Regions from separate parts of the Mus musculus genome. Here regions 2 and 3 are each linked to region 1. Evidence: chromatin contacts called from public HiChIP or PLAC-seq and promoter capture Hi-C data. All regions are on one chromosome and are shown on one strand. Each heading gives the region's core, a stretch centred on a gene start, on an enhancer-like site or on the middle of the called end of the contact. The rest is flanking DNA. Distances are from core to core; before and after follow the strand shown. Region 1 holds the start of Htr1f (5-hydroxytryptamine (serotonin) receptor 1F). Region 2 has its middle 49 kb from the start of Pou1f1. Region 3 holds the start of 4930453N24Rik (RIKEN cDNA 4930453N24 gene).

The links. Promoter capture Hi-C pulls out the DNA fragments that hold promoters and counts their contacts. HiChIP or PLAC-seq counts read pairs in DNA pulled down with a chosen protein or histone mark.
Region 2: an H3K4me3 HiChIP or PLAC-seq map of craniofacial prominence shows a contact between it and region 1, with 5 times the contacts expected there. The contact joins the enhancer-like site here to the promoter of Htr1f in region 1. A contact is called at or near these places in 9 of 39 promoter capture datasets (the 3T3-L1 cell line, the C10 cell line, the HPC-7 cell line and 5 more), 2 of 15 datasets of contacts at CTCF or cohesin (large pre-B cells and pro-B cells), 4 of 484 Hi-C or Micro-C datasets (LSK cells, bone marrow-derived macrophages, cerebral cortex and 1 more), 1 of 115 datasets of contacts at active chromatin or transcription factors (craniofacial prominence) and 2 of 9 other capture datasets (embryonic stem cells and liver).
Region 3: a promoter capture Hi-C map of neural stem cells shows a contact between it and region 1. The contact joins the promoter of 4930453N24Rik here to the promoter of Htr1f in region 1. A contact is called at or near these places in 1 of 39 promoter capture datasets (neural stem cells), 2 of 484 Hi-C or Micro-C datasets (nephron progenitors and pancreatic cancer cells) and 1 of 9 other capture datasets (pancreatic islet).

The regions. Positions count from the first base shown.
Region 1 is chr16:65,104,119-65,107,781 of GRCm38.p6, reverse strand. It overlaps Htr1f (5-hydroxytryptamine (serotonin) receptor 1F), which reads left to right and starts at 1,998. Exons shown (of 3, transcript NM_008310.3): 1 at 1,998-2,157.
Region 2 is chr16:65,469,209-65,472,871 of GRCm38.p6, reverse strand. No RefSeq gene overlaps it. Among named protein-coding and RNA genes, the nearest start is that of Pou1f1, 49 kb to the left of the region's middle. Within about 2 kb of position 2,046, at least 13 of the 459 cell types and tissues checked have an H3K27ac peak or open chromatin away from gene starts, as enhancers often do. A contact at or near this core is called in bone marrow-derived macrophages and craniofacial prominence, where this site is marked.
Region 3 is chr16:64,768,846-64,772,508 of GRCm38.p6, reverse strand. 4930453N24Rik (RIKEN cDNA 4930453N24 gene) reads left to right here and starts at 1,570. Exons shown (of 3, transcript NM_026273.2): 1 at 1,570-1,772; 2 at 3,347-3,585. The coding sequence starts at 1,646.

The DNA.
Region 1 (3,663 bases), core at 749-3,248:
AGACCCAGGCCTCTCCAGTGTTATTCAGTATCTTTTGAAGCAATCTAAGGTACTCCTTCTACATCATCTTCCATTCACCCAGAGAAAACTTGCTGAGGGCTAGGATGCTGTCCTCACTGCTAGCTTAAGTATCTGTGCACTGAATAACAATGGGATCCCTCTAGGGCGCAAGGTCCTACTGCAGTGTGCAAGGTGCGTTTTCATCACAGAACCCAAGCAAATTCATTTCTTGCAGTAGCAGCAGCGGCCAGCAGCGAGGCATCTGAAAACTTAGATGTCTTTTGCATTACGGGTGTGGTCTTTCCTATAGATTCACTTAATGCAGTCTGTTCCAGTAGGCTTGTTCTCGAATTGCTGATTCCAATTGCAGGAGTCCACATCTGTCATCTGAAAATATGCACAAACTTGAGGTCTGCAGTTTTCCACATTTCAAGCTGGTTCCTATTACCTTCTTAAACTGAAGATGAAAACCTATTGGACCTGTACATTTTCAGAATATCTTTGTATCTCTTGAGGGCAATGTCACTGCAGAAACAGTAGCAGGTCAAGACATTCTCAATCTGCTTGTTGAGGTGGTATAACCTTGCACTTTATGGCTGTCACTAAGAAGATTTGTTGTACAATATGCTGGAGGTAAAACCGAGATGGTCAATACAATAGCAAGGAAAATGACTTCACTCTACACCGAGTGTCATAAATCTCAACTTCCGCTGTATTTCCTAAATAAGTAGCCATATATTTATATTGACATATATTTATAAGGGATGGGGCTAGAGCTATGCAATTTGAAACAGGGAAGTGAGTGTTAGGAAATATGGAAAGGAATGAAAATGGGAGGTAAATGCTAACACTGATCTGAAATCGCCACGATTCAGCTAACATTTACCAAGTACAGAGTGCCAGGCCTTATGCCTATAGACAGCATCTCATTTAAATATATGATGCCAGGGAACAAAGTTGGCATCACCAACAGAAGGAACATGAGCTGGAAAACACAGGCTTGGTTTATAAGGCAGATTTCTAAAAATTCACTTTGGATCATAGGAAGCGCGGGCATGGGAGAGAAGAGCAGAAAGTATATCTCTGTGATAGGGTTTTCCCAGAAAGATAAATCTACAGTCAGTCCTTGGGTACAACTCTATCGTGGTTGGGTCCACCATTGGACAGTGGGTATAGCTCTGCCCAAGAAAGTCTGTCCCTTATTGGCTCCCAGTGGAGACCTGCTTAAATTTTGCAAAATGTCTACCTTCCAGGAAACAGCCACATTCCAAGGTCAAGATAGATTTTGGCAGTTCCTGGCAGGGTGATGAAACCCCTGTAAAGAGCTATGAAATACAAATCTGGAAAGAAAGAAGGAAGAAGGAGGAGGAGGGGAGATAAATAATAGCAAAACAGCAAAGGTCAAATACCCTTTCAAGGTCACATCCTGGGAAAGCAATGGAGGGAGTTTTATTCCAAGATGTCTCTGGCATGAACCACCAAAAAGAAACTAAATCAACCTTGATTCAGTACCTTACCACCCCCCACCCCACCCTACCCCCGCTTCCTTTGCCCTCAACTCCATTTTTTTTTTCAAGAAATGCCTACTTTGTGAAATTGTGAGTAAACAGATCTCGGGGCCACCTACTAAGGCACTCTCCAAAATTGTTGCCTAAAATGCCTTTGTACCCGTCATCTGACCCTCGCTTTATTTCCACCCATCCTTAGAGGTTTTAAGACGCAAATGAAGGAAGGAGTCCGTCCAAGGATGAAAAGTTAAGGGAAACAAGATCGTTTTCTTTAAGCTATTTGCAGAAAGGTGCTTCGCATCATTTCCAGATTTCCCGAACAGATAATCTCCAAGGTATCAGTGGAGTTAAAAGGACGGGACTTTTTCCCTCCCCCTCCCTTCTCCAAGCATCAGTCCAAGGGGAGGGAGGGGACGAAAGAAGACACTGGGAGGAGGAGGAAAAGTGGAAGAAGCTAGAAGAGCGAGGTGCTGAGGTGATCCCCGGGGCGTCGGCCCTCGAGTGGACTGGCGTCTGGAACCCGCCCTAGAGCTGCGCCCCAAGCTGCAGCGCGCATTCAGCTCGCCACCCAAGAGCAGCCGGGACGCGCTGTTGTCGCCAGAGAACGACCGCGGCGGGCTAGGGACCAGAGCCCCTTAGCTTCGCTCTGGTGAGTACGCGAGGCTGCCCTGGGCACCGGAAAGCGCGCGGCGGGCGGCGGGAGGCACGGGATGGTCCGGCCCGGAGGCGGAGGTGTAGGGGTTGGGGATGACAATTCCTTCCCCCCTGCTACTTTGATGGAACCGCAAAAACTGAAGCTCGCTTCCCGAGGGCTAACTTTGAGGGAAAGGCAGGATCCTGGGTGGAGCAGGTGGTCTTCAGTGCATGAAGGGACCTGGTCCCAGACTCTGGGGAGAGGTGTGGGTTCCAGACCGTGACGCCAACATCCTAGTGAGGATGCAGGTATCCAGTGAGCTTGCCAAGGGTAGAAGCTAGGATGTGCAGAAACCCAACTAGAGGTCAGGAGTGTCATCGAATCCATCACTTGGTCATATCTGGAGATGGATCAAACAGAAAATGATAAGATCTGTGTAGGAGTTTGGGGAGGTGTAGACAAAAAAGCGTTGGTAGTTTTCCAACTTTACTTCCCGTGGGTCGGGACAGATGAGGTAAAGCTCCAAGCAGACCCTCACCTAGCTCCACAAAGTCCCTAGCTGCTACAGGAACTTGCCTAGGAAAGATTTGTTGGTCTCTTCTTGTTTACAGGGACCAATAGGCAAAGAAAAGGAAGGGATGGCAGAATGAGGGGCCATCCTCTTGTTCCTGGTGCTTGTATCCAAAAGGGGCTGAAAGACCCTTAGCTGCATGCCAAGAGTGAGGAATGAAAGAAAGGAGAGAAGCAAGCATATGCCCAGAGGTTGGCAGTTGGGCTGCCTTCGGTGTAGAATTTGGTTTGGCCACTGGGTAGGAACATGACTGAAATGTCCTGGCATGCATCTGAAGAAAACACTGAGGTAAAGACTTGTTTTCTCCTATAGCTAAGTGGTTCCTGAGGATGTCAGTGATTAATACAGGATGATGATGAGATGAAGGGTGGTAATTGAAGAAGGAATAAACAGGTAGCCTGCCCAGCCCTCAAGTTTTTCTGGAGAACCTAAGTCATTGTCATTCACCTGCATTTTAAAGGTGCTAGTGCCCAGACCCACCCACCCCCAAATGTTTTCAAATGAATTATATTTCTATCCCGTTTACATATACATCTGTGAGCCTAGAGTTGATGATCAGCAATATGGTGATATTCACATTTGATTTGCCCTAAATGTCTGTTTATGGGGAGACAGACGGAAGGAACTTGGCTGTCTTCCATTGAGGGAACGACAATCCCACACAGCTGAGGGAGACTGAAGAAGCAGCCCTTCTCTATGGCTTTCAATGACCCCCTTCTCCCCAGTCTGTAAATTTAAGGGCAAGTGCTAATATCGCTACTCCCAGCTTTCTCATAAGATGAAGTAGTCCTTGCCTTTGCCCATCTTACTCAAACCTACCTGCTCAGGGTCAGTTCCATAAGGAAAACTGTTGCTTGCTGAGCTCGCTCAAAGGTGGTCTTTTCATCTTTGTGTAGGGTGTTCTTCAAAGAACTAAGATGTTTCTGGACAAAGGCTGTCCATACCTGCCT
Region 2 (3,663 bases), core at 797-3,296, 370 kb before region 1:
TCTTAATCACTTGTAGTGTACCCTCTTCCTCACACATGGATCTAGTCACATGGTATTGATGACGCATACACGCCTCTGTTTGTAAGCTAATGGTAAAGATGAGGATTCTATCCATTTCCTATCTCCTGGCCCAAATACTTGGTAGATTAAATTTAACCATTGAATTTAGGTTTTTCCTGTGCGCAGCCACTAGGTGTCAGTGTTAATCACTGGGATGCTGTTGGGTAGTTCTATCAAGTCTCACAAGCAATTTTGATGTTAGCTTTGTAATTCACGTTAACATATTTTGGAAGGGCAAAATGTGAACCGATTTAACCTCACTTTACAAAATGATAGCTGTATCTGACAAGGGATTAATGTATCCCTGATAGTGGTAAATGGTGATTGATTACAGGGTGCCTCTGCTCCATGGGGAGGTTATGCAGTATATAAAAAAAGCTCCAAATTTCCAAGCTCAGGTGCATCAAGTTATGATTTCTGAAAATGGTGTGTCCCAGGAGATTTGGATTCATAGCTCTTTCCAGGACCAGCAGTTCCCTTGTTACTTTGTGGGGAAATGTGATAAAAAGGCATTTGTGAAATTGTAATGTATTCATGTTATGATATTTCTAACTTCCAACTCTGCATCCAGTTATGCAACCAGGTATGTCACTACAAACAATAAAATTTTGCCTTTCACCATAGGTATCAGTAAAAAATTCTTAAACTTTGAAAACCTGTGAATTCTTTGCTTTATAAATGTACTGATCTTAAAGAGTGGCCTCTTAACATGTATATTGCTTATTTTTTTATGGGTTAATTTTGATTTTCTTTAAAAAAACATGAAATCTAATATAACTTCTAGTTCTTACTCTGCTGTCCATCCTTCTGTTGACACATTTAAATCATTTGTAAATGCATTGATCCCATTTCAGCATTTTATATTAGATATTTCATTTTTATAATTTTATAAATATGCTTTGTAGTGTTTAATCTGGATCCTGATATGAAATCTCAGCAAAACATGGACTCAAGATAGAACCATTTCAAAAGTAAATCCTATTTTTTTTCTCTTCCAAATTATATGAATCTGAGAGACATGAAAAAGATTTCAACATGCCACCTGCTGGATGGTCCCTGGTGATAAATTCTCTTGTTGTTGATACATGGGATTGAAGTCTCACATGTTTTATGCTCTCTCAAATCTGTTGCCTAATTTGTTCATTTGACCTTAAGCCCCAGTGAGGAACCTGGGTGGAATTCTCAGGATTTACTGGACAGTTTACTTGAGTTGTCAGTGAATATGCATCTTAGCCTTAGACAACCTGCAGATAGTTTATCATGTTGATAACCCTCTTTGCCTTCTCTATATCCCATGAAAAGAGGAACAGATTATTCATATTTCTGCCTGGTTATGTCTGTGCCATATGCTCATAATAGTGGCACACTCAGTGCATATGCTGTAATATGTTTTGTGTTGCTTATTTTCCTTTTTAAAAACATTTTATTGAATATTTTATGTATTTACATTTCAAATGTGATCCCCTTTCCCTGTTCTACCTCTGCAACTCCTGTCTCTTACCCCCTCCCCCTACTTCTATGAGGATGCTCCCTCTCCCACCCAATCCCACCTCACCACCCTGGCATTCCCCTACACTGGGGAATTGAGCCTTCACGTGACCAAGGGTTTCCCCTCCTATCGATGCTAGACAATGGTATCCTCTGCTACATATGCAGCTGAATTCATGGTGGTTTTGCTACCTTGAAGACTCCATTTCTCTTGGCTTGGCTCAGACAATTTAATAATTATCTTAAAAATATTTTTCTCAACTGCCTGAACCCATCCAACTTTAATAAATTGCATTATGTTTTCTAGCTTCATAGCAAGTTGTGTATTCTAGCTTCCTTCCTAAAAATCTCTCATACCTGAGCCTTAAAAACATCGACACAAATGTTGGATATAGAAGCCACAAGAGGAGGGAAGGAAACATATGTTTGTGATTAAGAACACAGACTCTGGAGCCTGCGAATTCTATTTCTGTGTTTTACTGGCCCTGCGATGATTACTTAACCTCTCCATGTCATTTTCTGATATATAAAAGCAGAAGTAATGACAATGTATTCCCCATATGATTTAATATTGTTTAAACACTTGAAATTAAACCTGGCTCACAAGAAGTCCTATGACCATGTTACTTAAGATTTTATTATACGCTGAGACACAGTATGATAGTAATAAATAATGAATTCTGAAAGTTAAGAGTCTGACCTAAAGTCTCGGGTATGTTCTTTCTGAACTATGTGCCCTTTAAAACTGGTTAAACTTTCTCTACTGCCAATTTCCTTCTTTGTTTTAGCTAATGGTGAGTAATGAAAAAAATAATATTGTTTGTGAGCATGGTGTGGTAGATGGTGAATGCCAAAAAATATTAATAATTTTGTGATGAATTGGAATTAGAAAAGTTTCAAATGTGTTTTCTATAATTCTGAGAAGGGAAATATGTTGAATTTTATCTCATGAGTGAAGACAGGGTAAAGCTGGAAGACAGATCAAAATAGATATGGATTAAATATTTCTGAGTAGAGATTTCAACTAGGAATTGAACATGCATCTTACAAAAGTGGTCTTATCTAAATTAAAATTGTAGAAACCATCACCATAGTAATGATATTTGCAGCCACAAGAGGAAAAAAAAAAAAAAAACAGTCCTCTGATGATAAAATGGAGGTTGGGTAAGTGGAAGGATTGTTTTGTGTTATCTTGGGGAATTCTGAATTTTGAAGTTAAATTGAGAAGACAGAACCAGAAAATGAGACAGAAAACCTGACGGTAGAGGTACACAAATAGGTAAGCAAGAAAGCCAGGCAGGCGTGGAACCCTAGAGCCTACAGGAGGGCAATTCTTTTGCAGAAAAGAGAAGTGTTATTTGTCAAAAGCTCCTTTGCAGGCAATCTTAATGGGAGCGCAAAAGTTCTCCTTGTGTTTCATCACTTGAAGTTTGACAGCTGGTTTGGGGAGATTGATGGTGATGGAAGTTAATTTGAAAAAGAAAGTAAGGAAGTGGGCATAGTGACTTGGAGCATTTTAGAGTGATTGACTGAGAAAGGAAGCAGACAAATTCAGATTATAACTGGCCAGAAATTATGAACTGAGGCATAAAGCTTTGAACGCAAATTCTGCTACAATATATGTGTAAACTGCTGCATGGCTAAAAACATAACAGTAAAGAAATACAGCATTTCAAAAGCAGAGGAGATTGGCTATGAATAATATGTGGAATAAATTGCCACTGGTGGCTGGGACAGAGATTTCTTTACTAGGAAAGGTAAGATATTGAGTTCAAATACTGTTAGCTTATAGATTTGGAGATGGGTATAAAATCAGACTCGAATTTGCTGGTCTTGGGGTTGCCATCCTACAGTCAAAAACTTTGACCCAGATTTGTTCCTATCTAAAAGAACTGCAGGGACAAAGATGGGGAAGAAACTGAGGGAAAGGAAAGGAAGTCAGTACAGTGACTGTCCCAAATTGGGATCCAGCTCAAGGGGAGGTCTGGGGCCCTGATATTATTACTGATGCTATGGTGTGCTCACAAACAGGAGCCTAGCATAGTTGTCCTCCGAGAGGCCCAACAAGCAGCTGAAAGAGTAAGATGCAGATAACTTACACCCAACCAATGGACT
Region 3 (3,663 bases), core at 321-2,820, 330 kb after region 1:
AGGTTATCTGCAAGAATTGTTTAGAAATAAAAGAACTGAAGTCAGAGGTCAAACATAAAACACATCTACAGAATGGCCTTCACATTTTTAGATCTGCATGATCCAATCCAGTAGCCACTTGCCACATGTGGATATTAAAACTTTATTCAAATTCACACAAAATTTGAAATTGTTCTTCGGTTTTACTACTATATTTCGAGATCTCAAAATCCAGATGTGGACAGTCGTTAGTATGGGCAATACAACAATATTTTCATCATCTCAGAAACCACCTTGGGCAGGGTTTGAATCAATGGCTCACCTGGGCATGATTTTCCTTCTCAGGGAACGTTTGTTAGCCTGGAGGTATTTTCACTTGTATCAAGTGAGAGAAGGGGCACACTATTCTTTGTGGAAATGTAGGGATGGTGTTAGGCATCCTGCAACCTCTACAGCAATAAATTACCCTGCCCCAAATCTCAATAGTTCTGTATTTAGAAAAAAAAAAAAAAAAACTCTAGAGCCGGGCAATGTGGTGCACGCCTTTAATCCCAGCACACGGGAGGCAGAGGCAGGCGGATTTCTGAGTTTGAGGCCATTCTGGTCTACAAAGTGAGTTCTAGGACCGCCAGGGTTACACAGAGAAACCCTGTCTAGAAAAACCAAAAAAAAAAAAAAAAAAAAAAAGAAAAGAAAAGAAAAAAGAAACAGAAGAAGAAGAAGAAGAAGAAGAAGAAGAAGAAGAAGAAGAAGAAGAAGAAGAAGAAGAAGCAGAAGCAGCAACTCTAATAGAAATCCAGTTTCTCCTTCTAATATTCATAACACAAATCACTTTCCACCCACGGTGTTTCCCCACACCAACCAAATGACTACTAACTGCATTTAGGGGACACCAGCCACTAATTCAAATCTAATGGCAGGCAGGTCCTGCAGCTAGAGGCGTAGTCCCAAGATTGTGTGGCACCCTGCCCCTCCAGCTCCACATTAGATGCAAATCTGAAGTCCCAGGTTGTTTCAAGTATACTTAATGACCAACCAGCTGGCAATTGAGGTTCAACTGAGATTCAATTAATTGGGTTAAATTAATTATCTAGCTATCTCAAAGGCGGAGAAGCAAGTTATAGTCCTTTTAAAACCTAGAGCGTTTCAAAGTGTAGTCTAATCTTTGTAGCTAAAGAATATCAAAGTGATGGCTCCCCTAACTCAGAAGCGGCTAGAAGAGGACAGACCTTCAAAAGTACAGGGGTATGATGGAAGCTCTCTTGGCCTCTCCACCCCTGCCTCCACCATCAGGCACGCGCGCGCATGCGCCGCACTTTAAGTCGCCCCTTCGGAGGCGCTCCCCCCCACCCCCCACCCCCAGGTTCGTTTCTAGCCCAGCCTCGAGTGGAAGGTGGATAGATGCTCAGGACACTTCTTTAAACCGCGAACTGTGGAACTCTACTCCAATAGAGGCCGGAGCCCCAAGTCGGAACCACATTTCCTCGCTGACTTTCTGAGCTAGCACTTCCGCCCAGAGAGGGGCTGGAATCTCCGAGACCCTTCCGGCGCTTGCGAGGGATTGAAAAGGCACTTCCGGTGTCTGTTGCCAAGGCGCCGGCCGGCCCGCGGGCCGTGAGGGCGACACTGGTGGCGTCGTCCTCTGCCCCCCATCCCCGGGGGCGAGATGTCGGGGCTCAGCCACTTAGAGTCGGAGGGCTGCCGAAACCTACTCGGCCTGCTGGACAACGACGAGATCATGGCCCTTTGCGACACCGTCACCAACCGCCTGGTGCAGCCTGTGGACCGCCAAGGTAGGCGCCGGCAGGGGCCTTGTCACCCCCAGGGGTCGGGTCCGGTCGGGTCCGGTCGGGTCCGGTTGTCGCCGAAGCCCAGGGAAGGCCTCCGGGTTGGCGCTGCACAGCTCTGCAGCCTCCCCGCCCGCCGGCCGAGCCGGGTCCCGGCGCGCTGGTGAGTCGGACCGTGGTACCGGCTGGGCAAACTTTTGCGGACATGCGGACCCGGATGAGCACCAGATGAGCCCATTCCCATGATTTTTAAGAGCATCCCAGAGTATGTTTCAGTTTTCAGTTTCGATCTCCACGGAGATCAGTCAGCTCCTGCTGTTTTCTTTCAGCCCGAAGGGAAATAATAAACACTATTTGTCAGTGTCTTAGGTAAATACCCACCGAAACAAATAAAAGGCGGACAGTTTTAATCCACGTATGTCAAGGAATGCTCAGCCTCTTCGTCCTACATTCATTCCTAGTTGGGAAGTAGCAAGACCACAGCTTCTTTTGTTTTTGTTTTTTAAATCAAAAGGTTGTATAAAAGACAAAACGGACATATGTACGTTGCATTTATAAGACATTAAAAATATCCTTACTAAAATACATTAGTGAAACGAATGTTGTTGAAAAGAAAGGGATAGAAAATGACAGACAAAACAAAAAGAAGAACACCCTCAAGCCTCCAAAACAAACCACCAAATTTAGTAGCTATTCTGAAATGGATGGGGAAAAGGTGATAGCGTCTTTAGGGAAGTTGGAAATAGGGGCATCAAAGATACTGTGTGTCTGTGGAATAAGATCTTTGGAAGGTAGATGTAATGAGTGCATTGTCTTTTTCTTTTTCTTTTTTTTAATTCTTGCTATTTTGCAGCAGTAGTCTATTTGAAAGATATTTGGTCTGTGCTTTCAGCCCAACTTTTTAGTTTAAAAACATCTTGATGCTGCTGTTTTTCAGCTTCGATTATCTGTAAAATCAGAAGTTTGACAACATTCCTTGGTATCATATATTGTGATTTTAATCATTTTTTTCAAGGTTTATGGATCTTAGGTATTTGGGGCATAGAAATACATTTTTTTTCTGGGTCAGAAATTTTCTGGGTCACTGTGTAGTCCTGGCTGTCTTTGATTCACTTTGTAGACCAGGCTGGCCTCGAACTCAAGAGATCTGGCTGCTTCTGCTGGGTCTAAGGGTGTGTACCACCACTGCCTAGCAAGGTAAAGGAAGTTTAAAATTTAAGGGATTAAAAAAGCAGACAGATGAGCCGGGCGTGGTGGCGCTCGCCTTTAATCCCAGCACTGGGGAGGCAGAGGCAGGTGGATCTCTGAGTTTGAGGCCAGCCTGGTCTACAAAGTGAGTTCCAGGACAGCCAGGGCTATACAGAGAAACTCGGTCTCGAAAAACCAAAAAAAGAAAAAGAAAAAAAAAAGCAGACAGATGGGTAAGTTCTTGCTTTTCAAGCCATAGGCCATGTTGTATAAAAGCAAGAATCAGGACAAGAGCTTAAATCATTTTCAATAAAATCAAAACTTTTGCTGAAGTTGGGCAAATTAACAAGTGCCTTGTAACTGTCTGTTATTTGTTGTTACTTCTTTTCCAGATGCTATTCATGCAATATTAGTGTATAGCCAAAATGTAGAAGAACTTCTGAGGCGCAAGAAAGTCCACCGAGAAGTCATATTTAAGTATTTGGCAAAGCAAGGGGTGGTTGTACCTCCAACTGCTGAAAAACACAATCTTATTCAGTATGCAAAAGATTACTGGGCAAAACAGTCACCAAAACTGAAGGACACAGCAGAGCCAGTTACAAAGACGGAGGACATCCAGCTCTTTAAGCAGGTATATTAGATTTGTACTTACATTCCAAATCCCTATTCTGTCTGAAACTGTGCACAATCCTGGCTCTGAGGTGCATGG